2 separate regions of the Gasterosteus aculeatus genome follow, and region 1 is linked to region 2. The links are chromatin contacts, called in public Hi-C maps. All regions are on one chromosome and are shown on one strand. Each heading gives the region's core, a stretch centred on a gene start, on an enhancer-like site or on the middle of the called end of the contact. The rest is flanking DNA. Distances are from core to core; before and after follow the strand shown.

Region 1 (2,700 bases), core at 108-2,607, 43 kb after region 2:
TAGTGGATGGTTAATTAGATGGGCAGCAAACATAATACTTTATTATTATGATTTTAAGCAGCTGAGAGTCTCGAACCTGCAGCTTTCTGGGAGTCGGTTGAAAAACCAAACCCTCCTCCATGTTTTCTTTTTTTGGAGAGCAAAAGAGGCGAAACGCATCGGCCGAAATGTAACCTCGAAAACCACCGGCTTTCGTCTGATTTTATTGGTTTAAAAAGGGAACTTCTAAACTAGCAACACGTGGCCAGTCTAGTCGTACATGAGGTCTCTCATCCTCTAGTCTTGCATCTTAAGTTGCAAATTAAGTCGTTGCCGGCTACATTTGGCTTATCCGTCGTCAGGCCGATGGCGAAGGGTACTGAGATGGTCCCAACTTAAAACGTAATAAATACACGGGTTGAATGACTTTGGTGGAGCACCAGAAACCCACTGTAACCCTATATTAAATATCACTTTAGTCCGGAAATTTTAGACGTAATGAAAAATATAAATAAAAATCTCTATTTCTATACCCGTTCTCATTTGCCCCTAAAGGTACAGCCGTTATCTTGGTTAAGATTTAAGCAATTTTTCAAACCTCCCTGCTCCTTGTTCGCTGCATTAGAAAGTAAACAGTTAAAGATCCTCTGGCTGTCAGCAGGTTGATCACACCAGCTGGAGCCCAGCTGGGAGAGCTTCCCTCGGAGGGGCGCTCTACGGCCTCCAGTCCCACCACCTCGCTCCTCCGCACACCACCGCTCTGTCACGTGCGTTACCTGAGGAGCACCAGGAAGGCAACATCTGGGTATGTTCTGAGGGCTGTAATTCTAGAGGCCCTTAATCCCCTCACAGTATGTTGTTTATTTTGGTCCTGTTCTCTGGTCGTCAATAGCCAGATTTCTTAGAAGCAACCACCGGGTCACTGGGACTGACACCGCGGGGCCCGCCGAGGCAGAAAGAGATCCGAACGGAAGAACTTCTCACCTACAACAACCAGTCAACAAGTCCAATTCATATCTCCTCTTTGTGGCATCGTGAGTGTTTAGTTTCATTCACAGGAAAGGCGGCTGGGCTCAGATTCAGTTCAACATCCTCTGTACAAGCTTTTGCAGCATGAATACAAGTGTAGTGAAAGCGTAAAAAAGGCAGTAGGTCACTAGAGAGCTGAAAAAGCAGCGAGAGTCCAACCATCTATTGCCATTTGCTACCATTTTGACGGAGTAAAATGTAGATGAGTACATTAGTAGTGACTTCAAGAACGCAGCGCTGTGTTACTCATTGAGCCACATTTGGGCTCCGTGTGCCGAGGTATGGAAACGATTACGCTTCGCCGGTTATCTACTTATGACATAACTACCACATGCTGCACAAGCAGGCAGAGGGAAGAGAGTGAAGCAGCCTTCAGCGAGGCGAGCTGTCGCAGGCCGACGGAGGCCTAACAGGGACAGACGGAAAGGAAAGAAGAAACGTTCTTGGATATGGAGAGAAGGGGGCGGGCGGGGGGGAATAAGATATGAGGACGGGTCAAAAGGGTAGAGAGTGAGGAGAGAAAAGGGGGAAACAGCTTGGTCATATTTTACAGCCGACAGCGAGCGTGTGGTCTGGCAGGCACGCCGGGAGTTAGTTTATTACAGTCGTTTCTTTTACGAGGGGCTGTCCTACCTGAAAAAAAGAAAAGAAAATGAGCAGGTTCAGGCCGGTCATCTGTACCTTCTGTCTTGACACAAGGATACGGCTCCATACTATACTGATTATTCCTCCTAATACAACCCATCCGTATGTAAACAGAGATTCACAAGTGCACTGGGCGCCGTCACCCATTATTCCTGATACATGTGACGCATGCAGCGATTATATATAACAGGGCGTCCTGACACCTGCAGGTGGGGTTTCAGGTCTCAGGAACATCAGAACAAAGGAATGCCGCCACAATAAATAAACGTGTGGTTTACACTTCTAATCCGTCAAATGAAAGCTAGAAGTTTCTGAAGAGGTTTTAGCAGGACCCGCTCCATGTGATTCGTATTCGTGGACTGACCCACCAGAAGTGTTCTTCTTCTCTTAATATTATTCACATCCAAACAGTCAACAGCACAATCACATAAAAAGGTTGGAGGAATTCTAAGTGGAAATAATGTAAACATATACTGTCGCACTGAGCAAGCAAACTGACTTCATCACATAGGTGCGTCGTCATGACAGAGGGACAAAAAGCTTCTGTCCAAGAAGAAGAACGAGTTATCTTCTGTGCGGGATGACTCTTCCACACGTCAGCCAAGCAGACGCCTTCACTGCCTCCAACGCGTCGACCTTTGGTTTGTGTTGCGATTACCCAAAACGGCTCAGTGACATGGTGTGCGATCATTGCAATGAGTCGTGTCTCTTCATGCCAGCTGCTACAGGGGAAAACGTCGCTCGGTCACACGTTTCCACCCGCCGTGAGCCCCGTTTTGGACCCAAGGCCTTCCATTCCCCTCCAGTGCAATAATCCATCCTGCGATCCCGGTGACACACCGCAGCGACACATTTCTGTTACCTTCTTCATTCTCTACCACATACAGAAAGACAGATGTTCTTTGATGAATTAATGAATCAAGAAGACGCGAGGAAAGGTTGGTACAAACGTGAGGTAAAAGTTATGACGGGCAATAAGGTGCGTGTTTGGGTTGAGCCTCGTGTACATTCTAGGTTATTCAGTCTCACTTATGGAGAACGGGCAGG
Region 2 (2,700 bases), core at 112-2,611:
GTAAATCCAAAAGATGTTTAAAGTCCGAACCCACTGAAAACATCTGTACTGCCGGAGTCAGCGGGAGCGTTTTAAGACATGTTAGATTACATCACGGGGAAACTAAATCATGCTTAAATCGCTGGTGTAATGTTTGCACTAACCATCGGAGGAAGACTATGACCTCAACCCTACAGTTATTGGGCCGCACTACACTCACTACAGCACTCGGGGCCCGGAGATGTTTTTATGGCCTACCCATAATAAAAAGAGCAATTACTCTGGAACGACTTTGTCTATATGGACAATGTATTTTTCTGTAGAATAAAGGGGAACCTTCGTGAGTGCTGGAGAAGGACTTTCCTTTTCTTTAATGCAAAGACATTCGGGTGGCAATTTCATGTGGGTTTGTCACTGTGTGCGGCACTTTTGACATTACAGGAGATCAGAGCATCTTTAACGATTAGACTCACAGCAGTTATCCACTACAGTAGGTCTTGATTGGTGATACAAAATATCATCAATGCAACGTAACTGACAGGAAATACAAGTTTGCTTTATGTGGTGAAAATGATATGAAATGACTGTTCACCAAAAAACAGTACATTACAAATCCCTCAACCAAAAATGAGTTACCGTCCCAATGCAATGTGATATAGATCTCCACACTCACTGGGGAGATTTCAATCATTCTTACTCTGCGCTCAAGCGCTCATGCTAAGCTACGCTATCAACTCGCGGCTCAAGCTCAGCGGTTACAAGGCCGGCGAGCAAATTACGAAGTATTCACCTCCTCAGAGCTTCACCATCGTAATTCTAAACAAAACCCAGGTGGGTCCTTGGTGCGTTGGTGTCTTTAAATGTCAGGCTCAGTTTGCCTGTTACAAATGATCATCTGTACAGTAGAATAGACCGCAGTCCTCTTCAAAGTCACATCATGATACTAAAAGAGAGTCTAGTTTCTCACTCCGGTTTCTCTTCTGAGCGCCGCATTCTCCTGATAATCATGTACATGTGAGGAATCCTATTCCCTATTTCCTCTGGTCTGTTTTGAGTTAGTCCATCACTACAGTCAGTGCATGCGTGTGTGCGTGTGTGAACATTGCTTTCAGAATTGAGATGGTTGATGGAGCTCATAGTAGTGTGTGTGATATGTCAGTCTGGCATATTCCCCTGGCACAAATACTGTACAGACTTACACTCCCCCGCACGCACACACACACACACACACACACACACACACTCCCTGCTGCAGTCTTTTCAATACGTGCAGCCTGATTCACGTTAACCCATAAAACATGTCTGACATATTAATCAGGTCTGCATGTGGGGGTCGCTCCACTATAGCTGCTGTTAGGGGGAGGGCTCTCATTGGCCCATCTCACGTATCCTGGTGGCCAATGAGAGACGGCTGAGTCTCTCCTCTCCTAGCAACAACACTCCTTTTCGTCGAGCGGCGCAATCAGCAAACTGACACCCATAATTTTGCAATATGAATACTTTCAACTTGGGAGCTTTGCTGCAGAAAAAGGGGCAACACAAGTTTATCGTTCCACACATTAGTAGAGGATCTCTGTTCTCTGGCCCCCTTTCCTCCCTCTCGTCTCCTCTCCCATCTTGGCTGCAGCTCTGCCTCGGAGTGCATTCACGCAGCTCCAGTCTTACCATCTTAAAGGAACCGCTCTGCATATTCAGGTTCTTTCCTTTTTTCCCCCCTGGTTCAAGGGCATTGTGGGTAACGGCCTGTACTCGTTGACCTCGGTGCTGAATGGCTGGGCCTCTCAGGAGGGGAAAGGAAAACCTTGGCAAAGAGCGATCATTTCCCCGAGACACTAACCACCTCTGAGCTATCCGAGCTTCTCTCTCTGCACAGATGTTGTATCTCGCGAGCGGCTCGCCTTGTCTAACGTCTAATCAGTCATTTCAAAAAAATATCATTATATATTATATTATTCTATAACAAAAAGGTAAAAAAAATAGGATGTGGAAACATTAGATTGAAGGTTTGCTGCAATCCTAAAGGGCTGATTGGCTTCCGCACAGCACCTGTTGCCAAGCTACAGCAGTGCACATGCACATGTTCTCTCTGACCCCTGACCCTGAATTCCTGTCCATGCCCCCTGTGGGACCCGAGGAGAGCAGAGCACATGTTACATGTCTGCGCAGCGGCCTGAGACAACCAGGAATACGTCGGATTCTTCGGCTATCATGTTCCTCTGGGCCGAGCGCAGGTATGGGCCTTAGTTTTACTCCGGCAGACCGGAAAAAAAAAGAGTTTGTATCCGTCAGTCATCAGTCACGGCTAATGTCACGGCCCATTATGTGAGCTGCTAAGGACTCTTTGTATATTAGCGTAGGAAGCTGCGAGGTCGGATGTGTGGAGAGAGAAATGCCGGCGCTCGAGTACAAAGTCTCCGTCTCATGGCTGTGTGAAATTTGACATGTGGCCACTGTAGGAACGGTCAGAGCGTCCACTCGCTGGACCTCTCGCATTCAGCAGAACAACATCTCATGGTTCCTTACAAGTCAATTGGGGTGGCGTGCAGAAAAGCGTCCGGCAGCTTGAGCGGCAGATAATGAACTACACACATGACCTCCTGTCCTTTTTTTTTTCTTTTTTTTCGGGCATCTTCCGTCCAGTCTGTGAATTGTCTACCGGCAGGAACAAAAGCCCCTCGCGAAGCTCATTTAGCCCAGTTTCAATGAGGCCAGACGAGGAGA

The links. A called contact is a pair of places that touch in the nucleus more often than the background predicts.
Region 1: a contact with region 2 is called in a Hi-C map of liver, with 2.6 times the contacts expected there. The contact joins two enhancer-like sites. A contact is called at or near these places in 5 of 6 Hi-C or Micro-C datasets (liver, skeletal muscle, tail fin and 1 more).

The regions. Positions count from the first base shown.
Region 1 is chr7:21,878,039-21,880,738 of fGasAcu3.hap1.1, forward strand. All of the region lies in intron 1 of LOC144410194 (a long non-coding RNA gene), which reads right to left. Among protein-coding and RNA genes, the nearest start is that of LOC144410194, 3.7 kb to the right of the region's middle. Within about 2 kb of position 1,358, at least 3 of the 9 cell types and tissues checked have open chromatin away from gene starts, as enhancers often do.
Region 2 is chr7:21,834,545-21,837,244 of fGasAcu3.hap1.1, forward strand. The region is part of intron 4 of LOC144410194 (a long non-coding RNA gene); the gene reads right to left. Among protein-coding and RNA genes, the nearest start is that of LOC120822014, 11 kb to the left of the region's middle. Within about 2 kb of position 1,362, at least 5 of the 9 cell types and tissues checked have open chromatin away from gene starts, as enhancers often do.